3 separate regions of the Pan troglodytes genome follow, and all the other regions are linked to region 3. A link is a contact called in public HiChIP or PLAC-seq data. All regions are on one chromosome and are shown on one strand. Each heading gives the region's core, a stretch centred on a gene start, on an enhancer-like site or on the middle of the called end of the contact. The rest is flanking DNA. Distances are from core to core; before and after follow the strand shown.

Evidence for each region. HiChIP or PLAC-seq counts read pairs in DNA pulled down with a chosen protein or histone mark.
Region 1: a contact with region 3 is called in an H3K4me3 HiChIP or PLAC-seq map of stem cell-derived excitatory neurons, with 6 times the contacts expected there. The contact joins the promoter of INTS6 here to the promoter of NEK5 in region 3. A contact is called at or near these places in 1 of 7 Hi-C or Micro-C datasets (stem cell-derived neural progenitor cells) and 1 of 1 datasets of contacts at active chromatin or transcription factors (stem cell-derived excitatory neurons).
Region 2: an H3K4me3 HiChIP or PLAC-seq map of stem cell-derived excitatory neurons shows a contact between it and region 3, with 4 times the contacts expected there. The contact joins the promoter of WDFY2 here to the promoter of NEK5 in region 3. A contact is called at or near these places in 1 of 7 Hi-C or Micro-C datasets (stem cell-derived neural progenitor cells) and 1 of 1 datasets of contacts at active chromatin or transcription factors (stem cell-derived excitatory neurons).

Annotation. Positions count from the first base shown.
Region 1 is chr14:57,038,729-57,041,942 of NHGRI_mPanTro3-v2.0_pri, forward strand. It overlaps INTS6 (integrator complex subunit 6), which reads right to left and starts at 1,422. Exons shown (of 18, transcript NM_001280238.1): 1 at 617-1,422; 2 at 180-257. The coding sequence starts at 727. It also overlaps the pseudogene LOC134808201.
Region 2 is chr14:57,169,855-57,172,851 of NHGRI_mPanTro3-v2.0_pri, forward strand. WDFY2 (WD repeat and FYVE domain containing 2) reads left to right here and starts at 1,562. Exons shown (of 12, transcript NM_001280241.1): 1 at 1,562-1,906. The coding sequence starts at 1,770.
Region 3 is chr14:57,712,322-57,715,200 of NHGRI_mPanTro3-v2.0_pri, forward strand. It overlaps NEK5 (NIMA related kinase 5), which reads right to left and starts at 1,542. Exons shown (of 24, transcript XM_009427003.5): 1 at 1,454-1,542; 2 at 23-90.

The sequences.
Region 1 (3,214 bases), core at 172-2,671, 670 kb before region 3:
GCTAGGACGCTGCCGAGCGGGGGAGGGGGTGGGAGCCCGCAGGGAAGAGACCTCAGCGGCTGGGAGCGCAGCGGGTGGGGGAGGGGAGCATAATGAAGGGTGAATGGGGGGGCGGGGAGGGCGAGCGAGGAAGGAACAGGGAAGGGAAGGGAGGAAAGGGGGAGGGCGAGGGCTGTTACCTTGATAGCATAGGGCGGCTCTTCGAAAGTGACCAGCATATACCTGTCTCCTCTGCTGGCAGGGTCCCGGGCACGGAGCTGCGGGACGGGAGGAGGAACAGGGCGGGCGACAGGGAAGCACAGAGGCGAGGTTACGAGGCGGAGAAGGGGCGCCCAGCGGCCCCGCCGCCCCCACAGTACCGCACGCGCAGCGGCCACCCCTCCACGCCGTCCCCCACACACAGATCGCTCCCCACACACCGCCCGGGGCCGGAGCCCGGGCCCCGGCCGAACCCGGCTCGCAGCGCCCGCCCGCCCGCGCGGTGGGGGAGGGGGTCCCCGAGCCCGGCAGCTCCCGCAGTCAGGTCCCCGACACCCCCGCCCCGGCCGCCCTCCCCCACCCTGCCGCCCGTGGGCCGCCGGGCCGGGGTCGCCGCCCGGGCTCGGTCAGTCGGTACCTTCATGAAGGTCTCTACCGCGCCTTTGGCCGTGTCCAGGTAGGTGGTGCCCAGATGGCTGCGCTGGTTCATAGAGGCAGACGTGTCTATCAGGAACAGTAAGATGGGCATAGTGCTGGCCGGGGACACCGGGGCCCGAGGTGGTGGAGAAAGAGGAGATGGTAGAGGTGGAGGCGCCGGTGGCGGCGACCGCCGCTACGCGGGGCGGGGGAGCACGGCCCCCGGGAGGAAAACACTGTCTGGGTCTTTCCTCCGGCTGCGGGGAGTTTCTCCCCCGATAGTTGAGAGGAAACTCCCCAGACCCAGTGCTCCCCGTCGTACCCCCGCCTCCGCCTCCTCCTGCCTGCCTGCCCGCTGGGGCGGGCGCCCAGCCGTCTGTCTGTCGGTTCGTCCCCCCCGCCTCGGGGGTCCCGTCCCCGCTCCCGGCCCCTGTGTGTGTCCCAGCGGGAGACGGGCCTGGCTCCCCACCCCACCCCCGGTACAGGGAGTGGGGACCTGGGAGCTGGCGAAGAGGGGAGTGGGCTGAGGGGAGATTGGCCTTGGGGCTGTTGGGAGAAGTTTCAGGGACTCCCTCCGCACCCCGGCGGTGTCACCACTTTCTCAGCCCCTCTCGCTACTGAAGCGCTTTTCTCTCTCACACTCCGGTTTTAACTCGGGCAGGGGCTGCGGAGGCTCCGCCCCTGACACGTCCCCGAGCCACGTGATACACCGCCTCGCCGTTCTACTGGTCAGGACCTATCCTCTCATTAGCATATTTAAACAGCTCAGGGGCGGGGGAAGCTTGTAGGCCGGCTCCGGGGACAGTTATTGAGCACGCGCAGAGGTGGGGCGTCGGGTGCGCGCGAGCGGGCGGGCGGGCCGACCCGGAGGCGGGCTTCGGGAAGGGGCGGGGCCGGACTGCGGAAGGACCGCGAGGTGGGGGCGGGGGCCGCGTCCGCGCGCGCGGGGCGGCCGCGGCGGTGAGCCTGCGCGTCAGGGCCGCTGGCCTCTCCTTGGCTGTTGGAGGTGATAGGGGTCGAGGGGAGGGAAAAAGGGGCTGGCGTCAGCTGCCCCTGTGAGGTGGCCGTAGCGTGGACGAGTAAGAAAGGTTGAGTAAAGTGGACAAACAGCTGGTTAGGAGAAGAGGGCAGGCCCGCAGCCGCCCTCCGGAGGAGGACTCGGGGCCTCGCGGGCGCCGGAGGAGGTTCCTGGGCCTCGGAGGGCCGCCCCGGCGCGGGCGGGCGCGAGCGGGCGCGGGCGGGGGAGGGGAAGTGAGAGGTTGTTTATGACCGGGGACTAATCTCCTCCGCGAGTCACAGCGCTCCCTCTGGGGAGTGCGGTTGAGGGGCTGTCCTCGCACGGAGCCTCCCTCGGCCTCGGGGGAGCCACGAGAGGTGGGAGTTGGACCCGCAGCGGGCCAGGAGCCCTGTCATTGGAGGACCCGCCAAAAAGGAAGCAAACCCTCTTTTTCTTTATCCAACCCCAAATAGGGCCTAGGGGAAGACTCACATATCGATAAATGGTTTGTTGCCCGTTTTATTCTCTGGGAAATACAACTGATCTTACCAAAGAAATAACCTGTCTCTTGCCGTGTTTACTTAGAGCCATAGAATACCTGTTTCAGAGCTGAAGGGTACCTGAGCCCATGATAATCCATTACCTCGTGAGAAAGCGGAAAAACTGACTTCAGCTTGCCCAGATGGCGCAGAGAATGGGTTTCCCGTAACCCCGCCTGTGTCTTTCCTTCAGCCTCGTCCCAAATGCCGTGGGAGGGAAGGCACTCTCTGTCAAGCTGCTGTCACCTTACCTGAAGTAAGGAGTCCACGCCTGCATGTCCGAGGAAAACAGTTTTCTCAAACACATTAGTTGAAAAACTGAAGACGCTGCCTAAAATACAAGCTGAGTTAGAGACAGCCCTTGTAAGACTAGGTAGGTATTTACAGGGCCTCTCCCACTAGCTTTGTTTTTCCAGAGTTTGTTCTTTATCCGGAAATTCTTAAATTGCCTACTGATCATTTAAAGAAAGGGTTCTATTAACATTGACACAGAAGAGACACTTTGTGGCACTTTTTAAAAATCTGAGTCTCGTGACTTGGTATAACTTCTGAAACTTACTGTTAATTTATAGCAGAGCTATTTGAGTAATATGCTCTTCTATGAGTATGAACAATAGAAGAAGTGTGATTTTTAAAGAGATTTGGACTACAAAATAAGAGCATGGAATATAGGCTTTACAGCCAGTACTTGCTGAGGATGTACTGTGTATTAGGTGTGGTGCATATAAAAAATAAATAAAATGTGGTCCCTGTCTTCAAAGAGCTTATGTTTTTTAGGAAAATGCTACATATTACTAGCTACTCCAAGGCAGAAAGTTGTTAGACACCAAATCAGAAAAAATAAAAATGTATTACCTTGGGGTGATGCAGGAACATTTTCCAAGGTTTCAGCTTTGCCTTAGTGTTTCTTAAACAGATCATAGATCTGAAGATAAGAATCAGAGTTCTATGGCAAAATACGAGTTATTTTACCAGTTATAAAGATGAAATTTGTCTTTCAACTTGATCATTTGCATAATTTTATACAATTGCTCTTTAGTTCTTTATATTTGTGCTTTTCAAA
Region 2 (2,997 bases), core at 312-2,811, 540 kb before region 3:
AGTTTTATTGTGCAGAGGAATCTTTTAGATAGCAGCCTTTAGAGACAGCAGGTTGTAAAATGTTCCTTACCAGACCTAAAACGGTGCCTGGCTCTTAGTTGGTTATCTCCTGGGTGTAGGAAGGAAGGAAGGAAAACAAAGGGGAAAGGGGATATAGAATGTGGATTTTTCCCACAAGAGACTTTGCAGGGCAATTTTAAGGCATGGCAAGGAAATACAATTTGGGGTAAAACATTTTGATTTTCTTCCTTGTTACGCCAGAGTCAGACTGGAAAGTAAGTCATGACATACATGGTCAAAACCCATCTGATGAGAATTTATGGTTTTTGTAGGCCATGACTCCCCAGACCCCTTAGATAGGAATTTGGGCAAGATAAAAAAGCAGAGCTTAGTCTTCACGATCAACCCCACATGCCAGGCCTTCTGGTAGGCACCTAACATTCAGTCAGTAACTACAGTAACTGTGTCCGTTATGTCTGGAGCAAGCTAAAAAGGCTGGATTGCTGGGGAAATGGAAAGAAGCCAGCACTACGGGTCTGGGTTCAAGTCTGGAGGGAAGGAGGGGTTGTTTAGCCCTAACTTTGCACTAAAGTAACCTTGGCTGTGTAATTTAGCCATCTAAGAAAACGAGGGGATAGACACCCCATATGATCTCTGAGCTCCCTTGAAGATGTCTGTATGAAAGATTCTCTCCTTTCCATGTCCCTTCCGTGCCACTATTCCGAGCATCAGTCTGACCCTAGGAGTGGTGACGTCCTACTCAGCTGGGGGCTGCCCCTCAGTTCCCATAGAGGCAAGTCTGGGTCCTGACTTGGCCAATGGCCCTGGAGGCCGCTGAGCTCCTCAGGCCCATAGCGCAGAGAAGTGGGCGATAGGTCATTCCAGGACAAGGGGGCGGAGGCTTCAAGAAACTACGACTCCCAGGAGGCCACTGGGTTCCCTGCGGCAGCCTGGGCCTGGCGCATGTTGGGAGCAGTAAGCGGCCTCCCGCCGCGCTTCATTGTTAAGACCGCTAGGCCAGGTAGCCCGCGCGCATGCCCAGTCACGTCCCAACTAGTTGGGCGGCTTTCCTTCCTGCAGGCCTCTTCTCTTTCCGGTCTTGCTGAGGCGCTCCTTTCCCCGCCTCACCTCCGCCCTCTTTTCAGGGAATTTCGAAGGGGCGTGGCGTCTGGCAAGCGCGTCCCCAGGGGTGTGTATACGCGCGTTCACCGGAGGTTAAAGAGGGAGGAGCCTAAACCTTGGGTGTGGAAGGCAGAGAGAAGACCGCGGGGAACGGAAAGCGCATGCGTCCTAGTGGTGCTGCAGCGCCCGGGGAGTCGCGGAGGGGAGGGGTGAAAATGGGCTTGCGGGACTGACGCACGCGCATTGGGATACCAGATCCCCGCCTCCTGCTCCAGGTCTCCCCTCCTCCTGCTCCAGGTTTCCCCTCCTCCTTCACCACCCTCCCGGAAGTGGAGCCGCCCTCGCGCCCACCAGCGGCTACCCCCTGCGGCAGGCCCCGCCCACACAGGCTCCGCCCCCCGGCGCTCCGCCCCCTCCTCTGGTAGTGGCGCCGGCTTGCATCCCAGGTCGTGGCGGTTTTGGTGCCTGAAGCAGGGAGCGCGGAGTCGTTCCCGAGAGAGGCGGCCAGGCTATGCTCGCCGGTTTCCGGCGTTCCGCTCCGGCCAGCCAGCGTCTCTGTCTCAACCTGTGTCCGTGCTCCAGCAGTCTCCTCAGCCCGGCCCCGCGGCGCGGTTGGCGGCGGCGCCCCAGGCGCGCCCCCTCCTCCGATGGCGGCGGAGATCCAGCCCAAGCCTCTGACCCGCAAGCCGATCCTGCTGCAGCGGATGGAGGGGTCCCAGGAGGTGGTGAATATGGCCGTGATCGTGCCCAAAGAGGAGGGCGTCATCAGCGTCTCCGAGGACAGGTATGGACTACTGCCATTCGGCCGCGAGGAGGGGCGGGACGGGCCGACGGCCCTCGAGCCCGCGTCAGGGGCTGTGCCTCCACGTCGGCGCGAGTGTAGACTTGCTACCCCAAGTTTTATTGTAATGCGCATCCTGGTGGTGCCAGTGTCCAGCTGCGCGCCGCCTCCGCTGTGTGGCTCCGGGAAGCGGAGCCGGGACGGCGGCAAGCGCTCCGGCTTCACCCCGGGCTGGGTAGTGCCTGCGGGAGCCGGGTGGCCCTCGGGCTAACGGTGCGCTGAAGGGACTTTGGTCCATCCCTGAGGACAGGAAGGAAAGAGGGGAGGAGCCGCCCGGCTCTGCAGGTGTGTGCTTGGGGAACGATGCCCTGAGCCGCCTCTGCAAGATAACCAAGGGGTTTGGGGTACTCTTGTACAGCTCCCAGGGTTTCAAACGGAGAAAGCAAATGCCACTCCTTCTTCCTAGACGTTCCTACTGAATCCAGATAACCCAGACATCTTAGGCTGAATTCAGTGAATATTCTAAGTTGTACCAAGAGTAAGTTTAGGCTTCTGCGTGGTGCCTTCTTTCCTTTCCCCTCCTTATCTCTTGGAGCTCGAGGAGAAGCGCGTAGAACTTGTAACGGATCACTGCTGCAAATAGCTCTTGAGTTCCTTCCCTTTGCCTGTTTCCTTTATTTTTGCTTAATTTTGCTTAATTTGCAGAAGTGGAACTAGTTGTTCTGCCTTCAAATATTCTCTCTGTTTTGCGTTTTCGCTTTAACTGAATTTCCTTGAATATGCAGGAATAAAGCTGATGAAGCTAATTTCTAGAGTAATGTTGCTTGAAGATAGTATTATGATAATTTATCTGAAATTGTTTCTTTGCTAAAATCTATGTAAGCATTCTTACAAAAGAACACTGTAGAGGTACATAACACGGGGATTTTACAGTAAGTAGGTTTTCTTAATATAAGTTCAAATCATGCAGAGGTAAAGTATCCTTTCTTGGTGACTCAAAATTGAGAGGCTGAGCAACAAAGTGCTCATTGCTGTCTTTATAGTCATTTCCGCACTTAGCATAGTGTGTGGCCTCAACAATTGAGCTCGATAGG
Region 3 (2,879 bases), core at 292-2,791:
ACTAAAGTGTAAAAGAACTCACTTAGCTAAAACTTTCCTCCCAGCCTTGCCAAGACAGAGACAAATAACTTTCCTTGTGGCCACAGATAACTGAAATGAGACAGAGTTTCTTGGTCAGACACGGGTCATAGCTCAGCTTTGATACACTTTTGCCCTGTATTCTCGGGTAAGTCACTTAACCTGGCAAAACCTCACTTTCCTAATTTCTAAAATGGAATAACAATACCTGTTTTGCAAGTTTGTTCTGAGAATGAAAGATACTATATCCGGTGTTTCGCACGTTTATAAAGCAGGAATGTCCTTAGGCTTGTGCACTTTTATAGTTCAGCCTTTCTTAGTGGGGACGTACTGCCCCCTAGGGGGAATTCTGGAAATATATGGGGGTGGGGAAGCTGTTTCCCCAAGATTCAGAGGCATGAGGTTTACAGGTGGTTGGGGCCTGAGATGGTAGGATTCTGCGATTCGAGAGACAGTCCCGCACAATAAAGGATTACCCCGCGGCCCTACAATCTTGGAGAGTCTTCCTATACATTCCTGTGCGTGGAAAAATCCGTTTGTGGCTAGAACCAAACTCTATTTTACATCGAAATGCTAAGTATTTTTGCAGTTTTAATGAACGCTTCTTTTTTTTTCGAGGAATGCAACTACATGTAAATCAAGGCTTGATTGCACTTCGGTTTGGAGGTTTACCAAGAATTGTTCACCATTTGGGAAAACCACGCGCTTCACTGGCCACGCTGCTCCTGGTCCCGGAGACCCAACAATCTGCATTTGCTGCCGTCACGTTCAGGCGACTCCCCAGGCGCGGCTACTGGCTACTTCTCTACATTTTCCAAGGGTAGTAGTGCCAAGCATTTTCAGATTGAAATATGTACTTTCTTACTTATTGCTTTCCTTCTATTTCCTCTTTATGCTACAGTTAGGGCATAATACAGTTTTGTTGTTGTTGTTAATGGGGTGAGCAGGGGGCTTGTTTTCGAATAATTTTATGTCAGGGTGGGAAGTCGGTACTGGGTTGCAGGGGGCTGGGAACCAGCTCCGCAGCCAGGAGAGGCTGCAGACACCGGAGGATCGGGTTCTGAGAGAGACGCATACGGACTTGGGGCCGGGGGTGACTCGCCCTCGGGAGGCCCGCGACCCTCCCGCCCAAGTGGCACCAAAGGGTGGAAGCCCCCAAATTAGGAAAATTCCTTCTCCCCTAGGGCCGCCCCTGGAAAAGCGGCCGCGGGTGGGTGGCAAGACGCTTACCCGTACCCGACCTCCGCGTGTGGAGCGTTGCCATAGAGACCGACGTGCCCTGGACGCTACACCCACACAGCCCAGGACGCTAGGCCTTTTCTGGGCCGCCCCCGCCGCCCCAGGCCGAGACTCCATCCCTTTCCCCCACCCTGCCCGGCTCCCGAAGCCCTGTGGCGGCTCCGGGCAAGAACTAAGGGCGGCCCCTGCAGCGTACCTGCTCCGCCGGCTCCGCGGGGCCAACGAAGCGTCCCGGAAGGATCCGGGTTCCCAGGGCCGCTGCGCCTCCCTGCGGCCGGGGCGGAGCCGCGCAAGGAAACGCGGGCGGGGCGCGGGTCTGGAATGGCCTGGGGACCAGGCCACCTCGAGGCAGGGTCAGGCGCCAGGGAGTTTGGAGACCCGGCAGAGTCACCCCGCAACCGTCCCGTTGCCTTGGGTCGGGATTCCTTTGCTTTGCAGTCTACAGTAGCGCTCCCCGCTCTTGCTTAAGGTGCACCAGACGCTTCGCAAACGTTCTCTCTTTTCTTTACAACCCCTCAAGGCAGTAGTCTCCCAGTTTTACAAATGAGCTAAACTGAGACAGGAAGAGTGTTTCTTGTACAAGGTCTCAGATATTGCCAAAAGGTGGACGTGAGACTGGAACGGCTTCCTACTCTTTGGGCCACAGCGGCGGCCTGCCAAGGGACTTTCTAACGAAACCGGCGCTGCCCAAGCGTCTGCACGCACGCCCAGTGCCCATCCCACCCTGCCTCATTCTGGATTTGCACATCAAGCTGCTGTCTAAAATGTTTAAGTAGTTGAAAAAAATGTTAATTTTCAGCAATTGTAAATAATGACGCAAGTTAAATATATCCAATTGAATCGAAACACTACAGTAATATGGTACCCTCCATCGTCCATCTCACACACACACACACAAAAACCCCACAAAAAACTCTTAAAAATCGTAAGTTTACATCATTACTTTTCCTTCTTAAAATCATCTCTCCGCCGCCCCCTCCCCGTCCCCGCCACAAAAAATTTCTTCTTCTTGTAAGCACTCTAGTCAAGTTGGATTAGGGCTGAACTAAAGGCCTCATTTTGATCTAATTGCATCTTTAAAGTCTCTGTCTCCGAATACAGTCTCATTATTAGTTATTGGTGTTAGATTTCAGTCTGTGAATTGGGGGTGGCCGCGGCGGGGGTGAATGCAGCCCGTAGCAGGAGTCCAAAAGTTGTTTAGCAGTTGGAATATCCAATGTTTGTTTCTTTGGCAGTGAAATTCCCTCAAAATATTAGTAGGTATATGATCTACTTGTTTTTGTTTAATTACATGTGTCAGTGACCACACCCAAATTTCCTCCCTAGAATTCTTAGACTTGCTTCATTAAATCATATCTTCATTCTACTTTCCTGATAGAATTTTACCTCAGTTATCTTTTTCATACTTGAAAGTCTTATTGATCATCCTATCATACTGCTGAAAGAAGTATAGAAATGGAAATTTATATTTCCTGCTCATAGAATTTTATTTTTTCTGGATTAAATTGTTAAAATTACTAGTACTACACAATTGATCACAATAAAATGTATCACAATACTGATAATTATTAAATATAAAAAATAAAATTGTATTGAAAATTCATCTCTTTAAGACCTGGATG